Regions from separate parts of the Manis pentadactyla genome. Here region 2 is linked to region 1. The links are chromatin contacts, called in public Hi-C maps. All regions are on one chromosome and are shown on one strand. Each heading gives the region's core, a stretch centred on a gene start, on an enhancer-like site or on the middle of the called end of the contact. The rest is flanking DNA. Distances are from core to core; before and after follow the strand shown. Region 1 holds the start of PPCDC (phosphopantothenoylcysteine decarboxylase). Region 2 holds the start of IMP3 (IMP U3 small nucleolar ribonucleoprotein 3).

Evidence for each region. A called contact is a pair of places that touch in the nucleus more often than the background predicts.
Region 2: a Hi-C map of blood shows a contact between it and region 1, with 5 times the contacts expected there. The contact joins the promoter of IMP3 here to the promoter of PPCDC in region 1. A contact is called at or near these places in 3 of 3 Hi-C or Micro-C datasets (blood, fibroblasts and skin fibroblasts).

The regions. Positions count from the first base shown.
Region 1 is chr11:122,041,050-122,044,646 of mManPen7.hap1, forward strand. It overlaps PPCDC (phosphopantothenoylcysteine decarboxylase), which reads left to right and starts at 1,557. Exons shown (of 6, transcript XM_036907667.2): 1 at 1,557-1,635. It overlaps SCAMP5 (secretory carrier membrane protein 5), which reads left to right. Exons shown (of 7, transcript XM_057489058.1): 7 at 1-291.
Region 2 is chr11:122,524,803-122,528,399 of mManPen7.hap1, forward strand. IMP3 (IMP U3 small nucleolar ribonucleoprotein 3) reads right to left here and starts at 1,651. Exons shown (of 1, transcript XM_036907635.2): 1 at 433-1,651. The coding sequence starts at 1,510. The coding sequence ends at 956.

The DNA.
Region 1 (3,597 bases), core at 307-2,806:
AGGCAACTATGCACTTTCCTGGAGGGGGAATCCATTAGAGAAGTGGGGCCTGAGCACAGGTTCATCTCTGCTGGAAGGTCTGGCTTGGGTGTGGGTGGCTGAAGGCCCAAATCAGTTCTGGGGATTCCCAGGTGTGCAGCCAGCCGGTGACCTGCTTATGCATTCTGCCGGTGCCCACTGCTCCTTGTTTCTGGGACACACAGACTATTCTCCTAATGGCAGTTTGACCTGCCTCAGCCAATGTGTCTGTCTGTGGTAACTGAGTGAACCATAATAAAGGAAAATATGGCCCTCTGTGTCCTGCTGTGTCATGTGTCTTCCTGTAGGCCTTTGTGGAGCATCGCTGTGGGCTGTGGGGCATGGAGGCAGGGTGGGTCAAAAGGGTCTGTGGCCTGTCCTCCCCACTGGCCCCAAATCACACACTTCTGTGCAGTTCCTTCTCAGAGGTTCCTTTGAGATTGCCAGAGGCCTCCTGCCTGTTCGAAGGAGGAGTCCTAGGTTCTCTGAGGAGGAAGTAAAAGGCTGGATTAGTGGGCGAGGGGCAGTTTGGTCCAGATGGTCACTGCTGGAAAGAGCATGCATGGGCAGAGCAGAGAAGGCCTCACCTCAGCTGGCACCAATGGAAACTGAAAACCGACTGAGCAGCCTTAATAATCACAAGGTGTTCTAGGGCCCTGTGGGTGCTGGAGATTGAAGGCAGTGGGGCGCACCCAGCGTGCTTCTTCCTGCTTCCCCTGGCCCGTGCTGGGTCCTCCATCTGGATTGCTGCTCTGGCACTCAGTCTAAGCTGCTGGTCATCCTACAAGATTCACCTTGAGTGACTGTAAGTCCGGAGAGAGGACATCCCGGGGCAAAATACCTCTAAAACCGAAATCAGTCAAAGGGAGAAATAAAGTTTAAAATCCGTTTATTGCTCACAAACTGCAGTCCAGGGCCTTCTCTCTTTCCTGTTCCAGCAGAAGCAAAACCGGCCCCACCCCCCTCACCTCTCAGGTTCAGATAAGCCCTCCGTTGCCCAGGTAATTACCCACTGATATGGAGATAAACTTCTCTCGACCCCTGAGGAATGATGAAAATGTACCAAAGCCATACTTCCCTCCACCTCTGAAAACCTATTGATATGCAGATGTACTAAAGCCAGGCGAGATATTCTGGAAATGTTACAATTTTACCCACAGACTCCTCTGAGAGGGCCTCTAGTTGTTACCTAGGCTTCTCTGCTTCGTCATGGAGGACCTTACTCTGGAATTTCCTGTGTCCCTGCTTATCTCAAAAGCCAGGAGGAGTCAATCTTTATTCTGTGTATTTAAAACATTGAAGAGGCTCAGTAAATATTCAGTATTAAGTGCCCCAGTGACGAGCAGTAACTGTGGGATGGGATGTGAAGTGAGGCGGTTGGGCAATTAGACCAGGCCCAGTAGTCCGCGCCAAAAGTACCAAGAACAGGGAGCTTCGGTTCCTTGCCAGGACCTCCCGAATGGACCACAACTCCCAGAAGGCTGCGCGATAACTAGGCTGCCACGTGCTTTCGTGAGCCTGCGTGCTAGCTAGGACCAGCAGCGGGGAAGGATGGGGAGGGGAGACGGCAGCGATATCGCGATATTTGGGAGCTGTCCCGAAAAGCTCCTGGCGCGGGTGAGGAGTCATGGGGGCCAGAGGTTGGGGTGTTTCAGCGGGGCAGAAGGGAGGTTTCTGTTTCCGTAGAGACTGTGGCTGTGTGTGTGGGGAGGTGGGGTGTGTGTGCAGAAAGGGCTCACTTTCCTTTTTGTGCATGTGACGCTCTGCTCCCAGGTTTTACGCTGTCTGTAGGGACTGTGGAGCCTGCCTGCTCGTGGGGCCAGAGCCTTAGGGACCCCGGATAGGGACCCCTTCCCGGCTTGGCCCTGGAGTAGGGGGTTTGTATCTGTGCGCTACCATCCCGCTTTGTGCTGCACACTGCGAACGTTGTGTGCCATGTAAGTTTAAAAGGTCGGGGAAAAGGCTCCCCACATTTAACAGATTACCTGTAAAAAAAATTATGGGCCTACTTCCAAAAAGGAATAGGGCTGCTCAAAGTACAAACTATATTTTAAAAATTGGTAAAATAGAAATAAAAGAAGCCTTGGTATGTTGGAATTATCCCCTAGATATGTCCAAAGTGCCGAATGGCATTTAAAAACTAGAATGAGGCCAAATTTTGCCAGAGAAAAACTTCATGCTGTCCTTAGAAGTATTTGGAGGTCCGTGCCAGATGATGAGCCAGAGAGATCCCCAAGATAGGGAAGTGGTGGATTTCTCGGGAGCAGGGTTTATTTTCCACATCTCTCCCAGTGCCTATAACTGTCTTGTTAGTAGCTCGTGTGTGTGTGAATATAATATAGAGTATATGACTTAATTAACGTAAATGTATATTAAAATACGTGTAGTATAGTATATAATATACCCCCAACTTGAGGAGAGATGCATAGATGGGATTCCAGAAGCTGCAGAGTCAAGCATGCCTGCCTCTAGTTTGAGAGAACAGTCTTAGCAGAATGCCAAGGCCTTGAGCTCTCCCTAAAGAGTTCCTTACCTTTCCTTGGGGGTCGCCAGGAGGCTTCTTTTAATGCCTCTAAGTTTTGAGGCAGGGTGACACTTTGGGGAGCTACAAGTTGTTCATTATTACTGGGGCAGAGAGTAGTGTGTTCACTGGTGGGAGATGAGGCCAGAGCAGGAGCTTGGAGCCAGTAGTGAGAGGCTTTGACATCAATCCAGAAGGTGCGAGCTCTTGATGGATCCTGGATCCCTGCTCCTGGACCCCATCCTCCACATTTGGTTCTGCTTTGTTGAAGCCTCTAGCCCCTCGTTCCTGTTTTGGGTTGGGCTTATACCCCACCTGGCCCCTTTTTAGCTCTGTTTCTGCTGGTTGCACATGTGCCTGTGTTGTGACTAGCCTTGAAACCTTTGCTTCAAACTCTGAAACTATCCCTGAACCCTTTACTTAACTGTGCCGCCTAATTAAACTCATCAGAGGAGACTTACATATCATGAGCCTGCCACAAGCCAAGGCTCTTTACTCTGGCCCTGTCTTTCTAAAGGACAGAGGACCTGCCATTTTTCTGGCTGTGGCTTACTGCCAGTGGATGGTGCCTTGGGAGCTTGCAGCTCAGTAATCACAGCCTTAAGCCCTGTAATCTCTGTGCTTGTGAACTCTACTGCTCAGGAGTTCCTTTCAGCCCAGCAGAGCCCAAGAAAATGAGGTGCTATCTGCAGCTAAACTTTGATTGTGCAAATAGATGGTTCTAACAGGAACTGGATAGAGTCACAGACTTACTGGTTTGGGATTTGGTGTTTTATGAGAGTATGTGTGAAGAACTCTTGCGAGCTGTGACCCTCCATGAAACTATCAGATTGAACCAATTTGACCTTGCTTTCAAATGTTGGTTAAATTTTCTACTTTCCATTCCTTTTCTAGAAAGGTAGGTAGGCTTTGATTCTTAACAGAGCTTGCGCAGCAGGCTAATAGTAAATCTTGGACTGTACCATCTACTGTGTGGAAGGAGTTGAAGTCACTAACATGGATTCCTGCCCCAAGTTGAACTGATAGCTTTCAGGAACCTGTTAGGATTGGTATCAGTT
Region 2 (3,597 bases), core at 401-2,900, 480 kb after region 1:
TCTATTTATTCTTCTTGTATAAGTATTTGCTATAATGAGGTAGTTTCCCCACTCTCCCTCCCAGTTCTCTACCGCTCCTAAAAACATCTTAAGTCTCCAGGAACCTCCTGGGTCACTTCTAACCACTAGATGGCCGAGCTGTAGGGTGATTATTTCCTTAGGCAAGCAAACATTTGAGCCTCTAATACGGTATTTCCTGGGGCTGGAATATCAACAGGAAATTCTGTGGGAAAGAGCTCTGCCAAAACACTCATTCCAAGGAAGGGAATGGTAAACTGATCAATTTGCCTAGGCCTGTGCTACATCCTGTAACCTCCACATGCAGTCGGGCTGCAGGCTCACCCACAGGCAGGTCGCTCTGACCAGTCCTCTGGGTTACTGAGCCAAGGAGCCCAGATGTGACCTTCTGTGAGAGAACCAGACATACAAAAATTCGCACTTCCAAAGCAGCTGGGCCATTTATTGGCATTTGGAAAACACTTCTTTAAACGAGGGGGAGGGGGACCCTTGAGACTCAAGTCTCACCCATTTTCATGAAAACTTGCGACCTAACTCTCCATCATCTGTACACAGCTTAATCATGAACAGGAGCCAAGTATTCATGTTAAATAACCTGAACCAAACGTCCCACCACAAAATAATAAAGGCAAAGCTGCGGGGAGGGCAGGGGCGCAACGTCCGCGCCCTACACTGCCATGTTTCAAACACAAAAGAACCTAACAATTCCTCAGTGTAGAACAAAACCGCTTCCCACTGTCTCTTCAGGCAGTCATTTAGTTATCAACAGTCCAAGAGGTAAGAAAATTTCGGGGGGGACAGGGGCGTACCCTTCGGCTCTGTGCGTGGACTTGCAGCCGAGGGGCCAAGTCCTTTCCTGGGGAGAGCGCCCTGAGAATCCCACGCATCAGGTCTCGGCTTTCCGTCTATAAAATGCAGCCGTGGGGGGCAACGCCCACTAGGCCTCCAGGTCGAAGTCGTCGCGCTCCTCGTTGTACTCCAGCACGTGCCGCTTGATCTTGGACGAGTCAACCCAGGTGACGTAGTCCTCCATGCTGCGCGTGACAAGGAAGGCGGGGTCGGTGACCACGTCCGGGCCCACGCGCACGTGGCCCTGCTCCACGAAAGCCACGGCGGCCTGGAGGTGCTGCGCCATGCGCAGTTTAAGGAGCACGGTGGGCAGGCGGCGGCGGCAGAAAGATGAGGCCGTGACGAAGTCGCAAAGCTCCAGCGAGCCGCGCGTGGGCACCAGGCCGAGGGCATACAGCTTGTCCAGCAGCGCGGCCGAAGCGCGCACACGAAACGGGTCTCTCTCGGGCAGGTCGCGCAGGCGCCGCGCCAGCTCACGCACGGCACGGCTCAACTGGTTGTAGCGCGTGTAGTCCTCGCGCCGCTGCAGCCGATAACGCCGCAACACGCGCAGCTCGTGCAGATTGTGGTCGGTGACCTCCCAGTTCAGGAAGTCCACCTGCTTCAGCAGCTTCTGCTCGTGGAACTTAAGCTTCCGCACCATGATGGCGACTCCGGGTGCCTCAAGGCTGGAGGCTGAGGGCGCCTTTCCCAGCCGGGGAGACTTCCGCCCCAGCGCCCGAGGGCCCGGGGAACCCTGGGCCAATGAAAGAGAGGCCCAGTGCCACGCCCTCGATCTCCATTGGTCAGAGTGGGGTTTCGCTTCACATCTGTATCTCGCGTTTCTTCTCTTCACATTCGCGAGGGGAGGAGCATCTGAGGCGCCTGAGGGGGGCGGGGCCCGAGGGGCGGGGCCCGAGGCAAGTCTGCGCGGACCTTACTTTGCAATACCTTCCTGGTCTGATCATGCCTCTAGTTCATCGTTTTTCTGCCTTTCAAGGACTCTCAGAAGAGTCTCCCCGACAGGAACTAAAGAGGCCCGTTCCGGGCAGGAGGGGTGACCGCCGCGCTGGTTTGATTGGGTTTACTGTGTTGACTGACCGTTGGGAGCCTCCCATTTCGTGGGGAGCCGCCTCGAGCTGGGGGTCCCCGCCGCTCGCCAGCGCAGGGCTTCCGCCAGGCGGGCGAACGGTTCCCCCCTGCCAAGTGGGGCTGGGCGCCGCCGAACCTATGAAATACTGATTCCCGGGCCACTTCCTTCACTCAAAGGGACTCGGGGTCTACACGGGAGCCACCTGAAACCTGTATTGCTAACAAGAACGCCAGGTGATTCATAAAACCCAGCAAGTGCGAGAAACTGGGATATCAAGTGCAAGTCCTGATCCTTAGTCTGAGCTCAAACGAATCAGCCTGACAGGGTGGATTTCTGGTCATCGAGTATTGAGTTCACAAATTTCACGTGGTGTCGGCTAGTTGTATCTATAAATTATACCTGAGTGCAGTGATACAGGGCTCTCGCCTCTCTATTTGCCCAGGCCTTTGACGCCACCTAGCTTCTTGTCTGATCATTTTGTTTTATTTCTGTATACATTTCATTGTCTTTTTAAATATAATACTTGCTATATGGAAAATAATGTAAGTAGCATATGTTAATTATAAAGTATAATGAATACTTATGAACTGAATAGGCAGTTTATGAAAACGTCATAAGGACATTTCAACTACCTATTCCAGCCGCCTTCCAGTCAGAGGTAAAGTACCTACTCTCCTAAATTTTATATTTACTTTTCCCTTTTGTTTCAAAAGAAAAATAGTTTTATCATTAAACATGCATCCCTAAATATATTGAGAACCTTCTAACTCAAAGTATAGCCTTACTCAAAGCAGAGAGCTTGTTGGAAATGCAGAATTTCAGGCTCCATTCCTGACCTACAGATAGAGAATCTGCATTTAACAAGATCCCCAGGTAATGTGTATATACACTGGCATTTGAGAAGTGTTGCTTAGAAAAGATCACACCATATGGGGTTTATTATATGTAGCTGTAGTTTTTTTTTATTACTGCATAATATTCCATCATTTGGCTCTATCCAAGTTATTAATCATTTTTCCTGTTGGAATTTTTTGGAAGGAACTATTTTTAGCAGTGCTACTGACATTCTTATAGGTCTCCTGTTGGATTAAGCAGTGGCTTCTGGTATACCTCTTGGAACAGAATTGCTGAGTTGTAAAGTATGTGCATGTTCACCCTTACTAGATATTGCTAAATTGTTTTCCAAAGGGGTTGTGCCAATTTATACTCCTCTGGCAGTGCATGAGAATTACTCCCTTTGCTCCTCATTCTCACCAATGCTGTTTGTTCATTTTTTTTAAAGATGTTTGCCAATCTGGTGAGTGTGTGATAGTATTTCATTGTGATTTTAATTTGCATTTCTCTTATAAATAAAGGTTTCATACGTGTTTCCTCCTCTATGTAATGCATCTTCATGTCTTTTGTTTATTTTTCTATTGGATTGTGAGGTAAGTGGAATAATGGCCCACCAAAGACTTCCACCCAGAACCTGTTAATATGTTACCTCACATGACAAAAGGGGTTTGGCAAATGTGATTAATATAGGGATCTTGAGATGGTGAGATTATTCTGGATTATCTGGATCAGTCCCATGTAATCACAAGGGGCTTTATAAGTAAAAGAGGGAGTTGGAAGAGTCAGAGGTGATGGGATGATGAAAGCATAAGTCTGATGTGATT